Regions from separate parts of the Callithrix jacchus genome. Here all the other regions are linked to region 2. A link is a contact called in public Hi-C data. All regions are on one chromosome and are shown on one strand. The core of a region is the stretch at or near the end of the contact, and the rest is flanking DNA. Distances in the headings are between cores, read along the strand shown. Region 1 holds the start of NUDT17 (nudix hydrolase 17). Region 2 holds the start of HJV (hemojuvelin BMP co-receptor). Region 3 holds the start of ANKRD35 (ankyrin repeat domain 35).

Evidence for each region. A called contact is a pair of places that touch in the nucleus more often than the background predicts.
Region 1: a contact with region 2 is called in a Hi-C map of skeletal muscle, with 5 times the contacts expected there. The contact joins the promoter of NUDT17 here to the promoter of HJV in region 2. A contact is called at or near these places in 2 of 3 Hi-C or Micro-C datasets (both in skeletal muscle).
Region 3: a Hi-C map of skeletal muscle shows a contact between it and region 2, with 7 times the contacts expected there. The contact joins the promoter of ANKRD35 here to the promoter of HJV in region 2. A contact is called at or near these places in 2 of 3 Hi-C or Micro-C datasets (both in skeletal muscle).

Annotation. Positions count from the first base shown.
Region 1 is chr18:8,276,659-8,280,948 of calJac240_pri, forward strand. It overlaps NUDT17 (nudix hydrolase 17), which reads left to right and starts at 2,804. Exons shown (of 7, transcript XM_035279460.3): 1 at 2,804-3,012; 2 at 3,180-3,363; 3 at 3,592-3,617; 4 at 3,757-3,849. The coding sequence starts at 2,821. PIAS3 (protein inhibitor of activated STAT 3) reads right to left here. Exons shown (of 15, transcript XM_078355440.1): 15 at 1-2,591. LOC144580182 (a long non-coding RNA gene) reads left to right here and starts at 2,155. Exons shown (of 2, transcript XR_013529303.1): 1 at 2,155-2,262; 2 at 2,498-2,674.
Region 2 is chr18:8,457,775-8,462,072 of calJac240_pri, forward strand. It overlaps HJV (hemojuvelin BMP co-receptor), which reads right to left and starts at 2,993. Exons shown (of 2, transcript XM_078355470.1): 1 at 2,832-2,993; 2 at 1-2. All of the region lies in intron 1 of LOC103788947 (a long non-coding RNA gene), which reads left to right.
Region 3 is chr18:8,323,262-8,326,985 of calJac240_pri, forward strand. It overlaps ANKRD35 (ankyrin repeat domain 35), which reads right to left and starts at 1,858. Exons shown (of 15, transcript XM_078355461.1): 1 at 1,745-1,858; 2 at 1,485-1,641. It overlaps LOC128930108 (a long non-coding RNA gene), which reads left to right and starts at 2,889. Exons shown (of 3, transcript XR_008477740.2): 1 at 2,889-3,010.

The sequences.
Region 1 (4,290 bases), core at 1,554-4,053, 180 kb before region 2:
AGTTGACTAAGTGCTCATCAATAGATGAAAGGCTAAAGAAAATGTATGTATTATTCAGCCATTAGAAAGAATTCCTGTCATTGGCAGCGACATGGATGGAACTGGAGGTCATTAAGTAAAATAAGCCAAGTACAGAAACAAATATTGCATGTTCTCTGACGTTGGAGCTAAAGTGGATCTCAAGAAAACAGGGAGTAGAGCTGGGCATGGTGGCTCATACCTGTAATCCCAGCACTTTGGGAGGCCGAGGCGGGTGGATCACAAGGTCAGGAGTTCAATGCCAGCCTGGCCAACATGGTGAACCTGTCTCTACTAAAAATACCAAAAAGAAAAAAATTAGCTGGGCATGGTGGCACATGTCTATAATCCCGGCTACTGACGAGGCTAAGGCAGGAGGCAGAGGTTGCAGTGAGCCAAGATCACGCCACTGTACCCAGCCTGAGCTACAGAGTGACACTCTGTCTCAAAAAAAAAAAAAAAAAAAACAAAGGAAAAAGAAAATAGTAGATTGGTAGTTACTAGAGGCTAGGAAGGATGGGGAGAATGAAGAGAGGTGAATAATGGGCACAAATACACAGTTGGAAGAGATAAGATCTGATAATTGGATAGAGCAGCAGAGTGGCATCGTTATTAATTTCCTGTACATTTCAAAATAACTAGAAGAGAATAATTTGGACAGTGGGTCAATCTGACAATCCCAACATGTTGGGAGGCCAAGGTGGGAAGATTAGTTGGAGCCAGGAGTTCAGGAACAGCATGGGCAACATAGCGAGATTTAATCTTTACAAAAAATTTAAAAATTAGCTGGTGCAGTAGGGCACGCCTGTAATTCTAGCTACTCAGGAGGCTGAGGCAGGAGCATCTCTTGAGCCTAGGAGTTTGAGGCTGCAGTGATCTATCACCACACCACTGCACTTCAGTCTGGACCACAGAGCAAGACTCTGTCTCTAAGATATATGTAATTAAAAATAGGCCAGGTGTAGTGGCTCACGCCTGTACTCGCAACACTTTGGGAGGCCAAGGTGGGTGGATCACAAGGTCAGGAGTTCAAGACAAGCCTGACAAACATGGTGAAACCCCGTCTCTACTAAAAATACAAAAATTAGCTGGGCGTGGTGGTGCTCGCCTATAGTCCCAGCTACTTGGGAGGCTGAGGCAGGAGAATTGCTTGAACCCAGGAGTCAGAAGTTGCAGTGAGCCGAGATCATGCCACTGCACTCCAATCTGGGCAACAGAGCAAGACTTTATCTGAAAAATAAAAATAAAACTTTAGGCCAGGCGTGGTGGCTCAAGCCTGTAATCCCAACACTTTAGGAGGCCAAGGCAGGAGGATTACCTGAGTGAGGTCAGGAATTCAAGACCAGTCTGGCCAACATGACGAAAGCCCATCTCTACTAAAAATACAAAAAGTTAGCCAGGCATGATGGTTGGCACCTGTAATCCCAGCTACTTGGGAGGCTTAAGCGGGAAAATTGCTTGAACCTGGAAGGCAGAGGTTGCAGTGAGCTAAGATCACGCCACTGTACTCCAGCCTGGGCAACGAGCGAAATTCAGTCTCAAAAATAAATAAAACAAAAAAATTGAATGTCCGTAGCATAAAGATTTAAGGTGATATCTGAATTATCCTGGTTTGATTATAGGAATGTATCAAATTCTCACATGTACATCTGTTATGTATTAATTTAAAAATACCATTTTTTTTTAATTAGGACTTTCCAGGGAAATGAGGAAAGAATCCCAGAGCAGTCTGTTTCTTGGGGAAACTACATACAGGGCATTAGAAAGTAGGTCATGGATGGGTCTGTCAGAATTGAGGCTAGAGATAGGAAGGGACAAGGAACTGGTGGGTTCTGGCCACACTGTGCTAAACAGTTTGTCCTAAAAGCAGTGGGAAGCAATATAATCAGTTCAGTGTTTTAGAAACATGACTGTGGTCAGGTGCGGTGGTTCATGCCTGGAATCCTAGTACTTTGGGAGGACAAAGTGGGTGGATCACCTGAGGTCAGAAATTCGAGACCAGCCTGGCCAACATGGCAAAACCCTGCCTCTACTAAAAACACAAAAAAATTAGCCGGGCCTGGTGGTGCACGCCTGTAATCTCAGCTACCTGGAAGTCTAAAGCACAAGAATCGCTTCAACCCGGAGGTGAACGTTGCAGTGAGCCGGGATCACGCCCATGCACTCCAGCCTGGATGACAGAGCGAGACTTTACCTCAAAACGAGACAAAATATCACTCTGGCAGCACTGCAGAGAATGAACTGGTAGGGGGAGGACTATTTGGAGACTTGCAACAATATTTCAGGCAAAATATGAGGAAGGCTTAAGCCAGGGCAATGAATGAAGGCTGGAGAGAACATAGGTTTGAGGGAGTTGGAGGAGATAACGTGCGCACTTGGTTGCCATTTGAGTGAAATGAAAGGAGAGGTGGCATCAAGAATGTTATTTGGCGTGTTTCTCTTGGAGATAATTCATTCGAGGTGATGCCTGCTGTAACAGGTGTGCATAGTGCTGCGGAGGGTGCTTACAGTTCAGCTGAGGGCTGGTGGAAGTAACGACAGTCCCGAAGTCATTCGGTCTGGGGGTCATTGTCCTGAACAGAAGATAGGAAGGAAACAGCTGAGCATTTAGAGGTACTCTGTGGTTTAACATTATACCCATGGGTCATCCCCAAAAGTTGTGCCTGTATTTCCTGGGGACTCTATTTCCCGGGGACTTTCGGAAACCCCGCTTCCTTCCGACTCCGCGAAACGCTCGGAGGGGAAGCGTCGCTGGGCCACCAGAGGGCGCCAGGCGGGCCGCCGCGACCCCGGAGTCGCGTTATGGCCGCGGCGCGGGTGCATTTGCTCCTGTCCGGGCGTCCGGAGTCGGCGAGCTTCGCACGGAGTGTGTGTGGCCTCCTGGGAGCCAGGCCAGGGCTCGGGCCGTGGCCCATTCACTGCAGCTTGAAGCGAGGACGGCTCGTCCTCTCGAGCAGGCCCTTCCCGGGCGCCTCCGCTAGGCTTCCGCTCCAGGTCGGCAGAAGGGGGGGGCTCAGGAGGGGGCATGAAGGGCCGAGAATGGGGACTGAAATCGGGTGGGACACCCCCAATGCGTGGTGTAGCCCCCTTTTTGAAAGTCACGCACGCCCACTCCCAACCCCACTTCTGAAGCCTTAACCCAGCTGGTTTCCTTCCACCAGCGACCCCCTTTCTGCCCTTTTGCGGTCCTGGACCAGCAGCTCAGGGACCCTGGGGCCAAGCTGCCCACGGATCGAGGTGTAGACCTGGGTGTGGCCGTCATTCTGCAATCCAGTGACCAGACTGTCTTGCTGACCAGAAGGGCACGCACCCTCAGCGTTTCCCCCAACCTCTGGGTACCCCCCGGTGAGTATTCTGAGGCCAAGGCCCCACGTACAAGAAAGAAACTTGCCCTTTTTCCCCACAATGCTTTACCCAGCCTCAAGGATGAAGTGGGCCCCAAAATGTGGCATGTTCATAGTCACAGTGACTGCAACTCCATCTGCGTCCACTGGAGGGGAGAGGAGTGTAAGCAGTGGGGTCCCTGGTCAAGACCGCCACCATTTTTACCTATTGGTCTCACTGTTGTTGCAGGTGGGCAGGTGGAACCTGAGGAAGAGGTAACCAGCCAGCTGATCCGACCTGAGCCAAAAGACCAATGCCTGGGACCACCTTGGGTGTGGGCTGAGCGAGGGGCAAGCAAAAGGACCCGGAAGAGTCAGGCACTAACCACTCTGATGTGTTCTCTCTGACTCCCAGCTGCTGGATGGAGGCCTTCGAGAACTTTGGGAGGAGAGTGGACTACATCTGCCCCAGGGCCAGTTCTCTTGGGTCCCTTTGGGGTTATGGGAGGTGAGACAAGGAGCTGGGAGAAGCCCCTTCATAGTTAACCAAGAGACCCCAACAGCTACCCACCAAAGTCCATTGATCAGCCTCTACCTGCCTTGGCTACAAAGGAAACAATGGCACATAAGTGGGTTGGAGTCCCCAAATGCATAACCATCAACCGTGTCCCTGCTGTGTCATCTGTACCATCCATGCCTTCAGCTTTTAGCCATCATTTTGTTTCACCCTAAAGCTGTATTAGCAAAGTCTCAAAACGTGACAGACAGTGCTGGGCATGGTGGCTCACACCTGTAGTCCCAGCACTTTGGGAGACCTAGTTGGGCAGATCACCTGAGGTCAGAAGTTCGAGACCAGTCTGGCCAACATGTCAAAACCCCATCTCTACTAAAAATACAAAAATTAGCCAGGCATGATGGTGCATGCCTGTAATCCAAGCTACTTGGGAGG
Region 2 (4,298 bases), core at 1,743-4,242:
AGCTGAGGGCAAGAGGGAAAACGGTTCACTTGGTTCAGTGCATCCTCCCCCAGTCAGACCTCACACAGTAAGGGGTCTGATCCAGGTAGAGGTGAGGACTACTGTGGCCCAGTCCTTGATCCCTTCTCCTATTTACGTTCCAGTATTGCCTCATCCCGACTTAACTTCTCTCTCTACTTAATCTGGGCAACTTCCTAGGAGAGGGTAAAGTTTCCCTTCCGATGCGCTCTCCAGCTGTTTTCTGCATTTGAGTGAAATTCCCATCAAGGGGAAATGATTTACAGCTCCAAGTATTTGGTAGAAGGGAATGATTCAAGATGGGGGAGTGGTTGAGGAAGAAAAGGGAACTAGGGAGCACTGCTGTGGAATAGTGGGGATGGGGAGGAAGTGGTGCCCCTCGAAGAATCTCAGGAGGTGGATCAGAAGGGAGATTGAGTGCCTGACCTTCCGGATGGCGGTGGCGTTGGCCCCCAGCGCCACGGGGGAGCTGGTGGCTTGGACAAAGAGGAAGTCGTTATCCAGTAGAGGCCAAGCTCCTTGGACACGGCATGTGTGAAAGTGGTGGTGGAAGCTGCGCACATGGGGGTCCCCGAAGGAAGCACAATGCAGGAACCCCGGGGGACGGCCATGCAGCCGGGAAAACCGGCCTTCGTAGTCACAGGGGTCCGGGGCAGGGAGGCCGGAGCCGGCGCCTGGAAGGGCGGGGCCCCGGGGCGGGGGAGGGGCTGTAGGGCCCTGGCGCGAGCAGTTGTGCTGGATCATCAGGTCTTCGATGCCGTGGACCGCCGAGTGGAAGGCGAGGTCCCCGCGGCAGGTGCGGGCGGTGCGCCGCGTGCAGAGCGCGTAGGAGCGGAGGGCTCGACAGAGGCCGCCAGAGGCCGCCCCTCCACCCCGGCCTCCTCCTCCTCCTCCTGATGCACCCCCACCTCTAAGGCTCAGAGTGGACGATACATACTCAGCATTGCAGCGGAGGATCTTGCATTGAGAGTGAGCTAAAGACAGAAGGGAGAGGATTGTGAGACCGTCCTCAGACCTCTGCTCTATCATAACTCTTCCAAATCTCATCAGGGAATTCCAGCCTTCCTAAAACCCAACTAAGGGCCTTCCCCAGCCCCCAAACCCCAAATCCCTAGTTCTCTCGGCTGTCTTACTAAAAATGTGTAGGAATAAAAGGGAATCTCTTCTGCCTGTCGACCAAGGGCTTCCCCAGTGCCCTTCCCCAAACTGAATGGGACATAAAATATACCTATTTGAGAGCAGGGTGAGTGATCGGACTCTCAGCGCCCGCGTCTCCTCACTCACTCATGCTCACATGCCCACCCCTACATAGCAGCCTACCCTCTAGATTTCCCCAAACCCTTCCCTGGCCCTTCCTTACCGTGTCCACAGAGGAGCAGCAGGAGAGTGAGAGTGCTTAGAGCTGGGGGACTGCCATGTGGGGACCCGGCACTAGGGGACTGGCCTGGCTCCCCCATAACTATCCAGCCAGGTTCCCCGGGCGCCCGGTTCTTCCCAGCTGATGACCCTCCTACCTAGTGAATTTTGACCGGAAGTCCTGTAAGTGACTGAAAAAAGAAATTTGGCTGGACATGGAGAGAGAGAAGAGTTGAAGATTGGTCAGGACAATGTGAGGTGAATCTGGGGAGATAAAGAAAGGATGAGCAGACTGGAATTTGGGAGATTGGGGCTCCTCACACTGTAAGTGTGGCAGCTAAGCCTCTTTGCCCTGTTCCTGTGGCCACTTTTAGGGCCCTTGTGCAACAGCCTCAGGCGGGGGTGGAGGGAAGGTTGGGTGAACTCAGGGGGGCAGAGTCCACTGTGTTGCTCCATCCTGAGATACCAAACAGCAGCTATGTCAAAGACGGAGGAATCATGGGGATAGATAGGACGCCAGTAATCCCAGTGGGTACGCTAATCGAATCAGGACCTGAAAATACTTCAGAAATATACTTCTTATTTGTCCTTCTCCGTTAGGAGGAGATGCCTTCCAGGAGCCATACATTTCTTTTTCTTCTTTGTGTCAGAAGGACACAAGAAGGAGTGAGGGTGGCATACCCATTCCCTCCAGAATGTCAATATTCAAATGAAAAGGAACCAATCTCTTTCATCAGCTCTAGAGCACAGGAATTTTAATCCCCCCCTCATGGAATAATGGGATGCAAAGCAAACATGCAAATTAATATTTGTTTTTTCTAAGTCAACCGTTCTTGTATTTTCCCAAATTTCACTGAAGAACCTCTCTATTAATCTCTCCTTTTCAACTTCTGAAGTTCTGGGTCTTTTCATGAGAACAGGGGTTAGGGAGGAGCTAAATCCCTCCTGCCTAACTCCCCCGTCCTGTGCATTAGGATATGATTCAGGGGAGAGTCCTGCAAGAGGGAGAATAGAATGGAGGGACTAGAGTGTGGGGAGAAATCATTTACAAGGAGCAGCCCCCACCCTTGGAATCTCAATGCAAAGGGCATTGCTAAGTGGGGACAGGATAGAAGTGTGTCAGTGACTCATCATCCGAGGTCATTCTTGGCCCTGGTAAGAAAACTACAGGATCGAGGGTGTGGGGAACTCCTAAAACTTCATCAGAAGTCTTCAGGTAATAAGCAAAAGAGAGGGCTAAGACTGCCGGAGGAGAGACAGAGAATTACACTTCAAATGGCTAGAGGCCAGAGGCCAGAAAGAAATGAGACAGAAGGAGAAATGGTGATTGGGCACCTTGGTAGGAAGAGATCCCAGCATTTGGACAGGAGACATCCGAGTAGGTGTTTGTAATTTTATAACAGTCTAACTTCACTATAAAAGCTTATTAAAGGAATTGCAATTTCATTTTGACTTACTGTTTCTAGAGGTCAAACATTACTCTGCTATCCAGTTCTCCAGCCGTGATTGCCTACTCTGTGGGTCAGCTCCAGCCAGGGGATCCTCTGTCTCTTTCTCCATGTCTCCCCCAGGTCCCCCAGGCCGGCTGCTGTCTCACTGAGGTCAGGGAGCCAGAGAAGGTTTGGTGTTGGGGGAAGGGGGACTATATGGCTGGCCAGAGTGCTGGACAGCTGAGCAGGGTGGGAGGTGGCTACTGAGTTGCCGGTTTTAAAAATAGCTAAGTCCAAAATTCCAGGAACGTCGGTGGGGGTAGGGTGTGGGAGCGGGGAGGGTAGGAGAATTAGAAGGAATATGGAGTATTGGGTGCCAAGCTGGGGAGGGAAGAGAAAAATATGACAGACAAGTTGGATATCTGGTTCCAGCTTGTGTGACTCTAGTCACTGCCTACTCCAGGCCGCCCTCCAGCATTCTCAATAATGATGAGCTCCTGGCCTTTAAAAATTACAGTGGGCAAATGGATACCTTTCATTTACCATCTTCATCCCTGATATGATGAATATTACATTTAGTTTCTACAGATAGTATCTAGGAGGTAGCTGACTTTAAATAAGATCCATAGCAGAGGTAGTTCACAGCCTCTCCCCTTTCTTTGCAGAGTATTTCAGGAGGACAAAAAGAACCAGCTGTCCAGAGAAGAAATCGGAGCTGTGAGTTGCTTAGGATGAGGGCTTGTTCAGTCTATCTAGCTCAGATCGTTGCAGCTGTCTATCCTCCTACCTACTCCATTTTCATTACTTCCGTTTGTACAGCAATTCCTCTTCCCTCTCCCTCATCAATACACACAGAAATAAAAGCTCCTGAGTTGCTAGGAGAGAAGGCTAACAAAGGCAAAGAGGTGAAGAAAAAATGGAAAGAGAATTTTTAGAAGGGGAGAAAGAGTTGGAGAAACAGAAAAAGATTCAAAAAGATTTTCTTTCTGTTTCCCTCCCTCCCTCCTTCTATCCCTCCCTTCCTCCCTTCCTTCTTTCCTTCCTTCCTCTCTTTCTATGGTGTCTGTCTGTCTCACTATGTTGACCAGCCTGGTCTTGAACTCCTGGCCTCAATCAATCCTTCCGTCTTGGCCTCCCAGAGTGATGGGATTACACGTGTAAACCACCATGCCTAGTCTCTGAAACATACTTTTGTGGAATAACATAATCTTGTGACTTTAAAATACTGCAAAATCCCAACACTTTGGGAGGCTGAGGCAGGAGAGTCGCTTGAGCCCAAGAGTTTGAGGCTGCAGTGAGCTATGGTAGCACCACTGCATTCCAGCCTGGGCAACAGAGTGAGGCCTCCTGCCTTAAAAAAAAAATAAGCAAAAAAAAAAAAAAAAGATATTGCAACCAAGGGATTTGGCCATGTCATGTTTTTGCAGCCATAGGCATATCTGAGATCATCAATCTTTTAGTACTTGCCAAATGGAATGTAAAAAGGACCAATTC
Region 3 (3,724 bases), core at 608-3,107, 140 kb before region 2:
GGAAGGGCAACACTGAATCCTTTCAGTACCTAAGGGAGAGTCCATATGAATTTCTAAGAAATCATTATGAGTTAAGACTGAGTCTGGGCAGCCTCAGTTTCAGGTGCATGTAATAGTAAATAGCTTTTGACTGGTTGATCAATGTGTAGAAACTAAGTGGAGATGCAAATGTCAGTGGGACAAGGACAGGTCTCAACAGAGTTCCTCCTCTTGCCTCATAGCTTGCTTCCAGAATTCTGTGACCTGCCCATGCAGAATGAGCTAATTGAACATTTCTCATATTTGCTTATAAACGATACTACTAAGTCGAGTTAGCAAAGCAATATTGCTACAAGTAGCTGGCTCGTTTGCTTCTAAATTAGCCATAACCCCAACCTCGACAGAAAATTCCATTTTCAGGTAAGGGGGTGCTCTATGTAAGAGATCTTTAGAGAAGAGGAAGCAATACCTTCCCTAAGCCACCACCTTCTATCTCTCTCTCTCTCTCTTTTTTTTTTTTTAAAAGAGATGGGGTTTCTGCATGTTGGCCAGGCTGTTCTCGAACTCCTGACCTCAGGTGATCCGCCCACCTCGGCCTCCCAAAGTGCTGGGATTATAAGCGTGAGCCACCGCTCCCAGCCTCTATAATCTTTGTGTGTGTGTGTGTGTGTGTGTGTGTGTGTTTTTCCTGTGAGAATAGAGTGACTTCTGCTGGGAACACTCAGAGTCTGCTCTATCCTCTTCTCTCATCATCACTTTCCCCCAACTCAACCAAAGGAAATGGAGAGTATAATCCCTAAACAACTGGGCGAGGGTTCAAGAAATGAATAATCCGGGGAAAGGCAGGCATTAGGGTCTTGACTGGCCCAAGAACCAGTCTGATGATCAGACACTGTAGTGAACTGGCTGGGGTGGATTCTGCAGCCAACTCACCCAGTCCCTTGGGGAGCAGCCAGGCAACTGTGCATCCTCTGGCAGTGCCTGTGAGGCTGGTCAGACTGCAATATTAACTCACAACAAGCAGGCAGGAGGAAGTCCAGGCAAAGAGAGGAAAAGTGGGATTAGCGACCACCGGGCAGAGTAGGGCAGAGGTTGAAGGGGAGAACAGAAGGTTGCTGTTGTGGGAGCATCAACTGGAAAAAGGTTTGGAGTGCTGTGTGAGGAACAGTAGTGCTCGTGAAAGATGGCAGTGAATGTGGCATGGGGCGGGCGGGAGAAAATGACAGAGGAGATTGTGAAAAAGGGTTAGCAGAAGGCACAGGGCTGGGAATGATTGTTGAACTAATAGGAAACTGTAAGGACAGAACTATGTGGGAGGGCAAGATTGTGGGGACAGGGTAGGGCTGAAAAATGGGGCTCTCGGGCATGAGCTGGTGGTGTCGAATGGGGCCTGTCTGGGGCCAGGCAGGGGCCAGGGAAGTTGTTTGGGGGTGGTTTGGTATTGGGAGACAGAGCAGAAGTAGGGGCAGGGCCATGGGAAGGGGAAAGGGCTGCAGAAAACGTACCAGAAACTGGGAGTGTAGATGCTAGGAGGACAAAGGGGCCGGGGAAAGGACCCTGGGGAGGGCAGAGGTGAAGAAGGCGAGTCAGAAGCTGCAGGACAGGGTCTTGAGGAAGGCAAAGCTGGCGGGCTTCCTTGTGAGAGCAGAAGAGCTAGAAATCCTGATAAAAAGAAAGGCGATGATGCATTGAGATGGAACTCAGCACTTCTGTCACCCCGGAGCTCGGACCCCAGCTCCGTCCTCCCACACATTTTGGCACCTACCGCCACCTGTGAGCTGGAGCAGGAGAAGATACGCTTCATGGCCGGGGTCGGGGCCACGGGGGACGCGGACGCGCGGACAGCCAGGGCACAGGTCCCGAACCCACAGAGTTTGCTGCAGCTATGCAAGAGACAGCTGTCAAAAAGCGGAGCGGGCCCCGCCCCAAGATCCGCCTCAAAACCCGCCCGCTCAATCAGAGGCGAGAACTCGAGAGCGGGGCTCAAGTCCGCCCCTGTCTCCGCCCTACCCCGCCCCTGCAGAGGCAAAAAGCCCGCAGTCTCAGGCTGCGACAGGGGCTTGGCCTCAAACCTCGTCCTCCAAATCTGAACCCGCCCTGGGATCCGACCTGCTCAGTCCGCAAAGGAGCGGGATGGGCTCCGGCTGAGATTCTCACAGGCCCGGCCCCGCCCACCCGCGGTTCCAGGCGGGGCCTCCGCTCCAAGCCCCGCCCTTCCCCGCTCACCCGCGGTTCCAGGAGGGGCCTCCACCCAAAGCCCCGCCCAGCCCCGCCCCTCGGAGCTCTGCCGCTGGAGGTGGGCGTGTCCCGGCCTCTACCGTGGGCTTCGGTGTCACGGACAGTCGCACTCGCTTTTAGTCACTGGCGAAGTTTCCTCTGCCCGCCCGCCAACTCCCACCGCCCGCCCCGCCTCTATTCCCCGGCCAGAAACCCAAGCACAAAAGAGTATTTGAAGAGAGCAGCTCGGAAACGGGAGATTGCAGTGCCAGGCCGAGAACTGAGCAGGGGTAACGCACCGCCCACGGTATAACCTGGGGGACAAAACCTAAGGAAAGAGGATCAGGCTCAATTTTCTTTTTTCTTTCTTTTTTTCTGAGACAGAGTCTCACTCTGTCGCTCTGTCGGCCAGGCTGGAGTGCGTGGCGCTATCACAGCTCACATAACCTCCAACTCGTGGGCTCAAAGGATCCTCTCATCCCAGCCTCCCGAGTAGCTGGGACTACAGGCATGCGCCACCACGCCTGGCTAATTTTTTTTTTTAAGAGCTGGAGTCTCGCTATGTGCCCAGTCTGATCCTGAACTCCAGACCTCGAGGGATTCTCTTCACCTTAGCCTCCGAAGCGCTGAGATTATAGGCATGAGGCATCACTGTCCCTGACCTAGGCTAATTTTTTTTTTTTTTTTTTATAGATGGAGTCTCTCTCTGCTGCCAGGCTGGAGTGCAGTGGCGCGATCTCAGCTCACTGCAACCTCTGCCTCCCGGGTTCAAGAGATTCTGCTGCCTCAGCCTCCCGAGTAGCTGGGACTACAGGTGCGCACCACCACACCCAGCTAATTTTTTGTGTTGTATCTTTAGTAGAGACGAGGTTTCACCATACTGGCCCGGATGGTCTCGATCTCTTGACTTCGTGATCCACCCGCCTCCGCCTCCCAAAGTGCTGGGATTACAGCACTTCTGAATTCGAAAAGAGCGGAGAGCAAAGAGGAGAGCATTTTTAATTTTAAACCACCCCTGCCGCCTCCGTATAGAAACAAAAAATAACCAAACGAAAAACTGTCTTCACTGTTTCCACTGCCCTTGAACTTCAGGCTCTTGATAATTCTTGAAGTCGCAGCCAACCGGTTTTCCTGTCTCTCTTTTCTCCTCTCTCTGCTGGAGAGAGCCCACTAAAATTCATATGAAAACCCACAGGATAAAGCCCAAAGCTCTTAAGCGATTTACAAGGCTCTTCAGGATTCATCCACTCCATCCACTCGTTTTCAGTCTCATCTCATTACTTTCACACAAAAAGCCTCTCAAGCTGTTTCTTTGTGTTTTTATTTTATTTTCTGAAATAGAGTCTTACTCTGTCACCTCGACTTAAGTGCAGTGGCGCGATCTCGGCTCACTGCAGCGGCGCGATCTCGGCTCACTGCAGCCTCTGCTTTCCCAGTTCAAGCAATTCTGCCTCAGCCTCCCCCGAGTGCCTGGGATTACAGATGTTAGCCATCATGCCCAGCTAATTTTTGTATTTTTAGTAGAGAT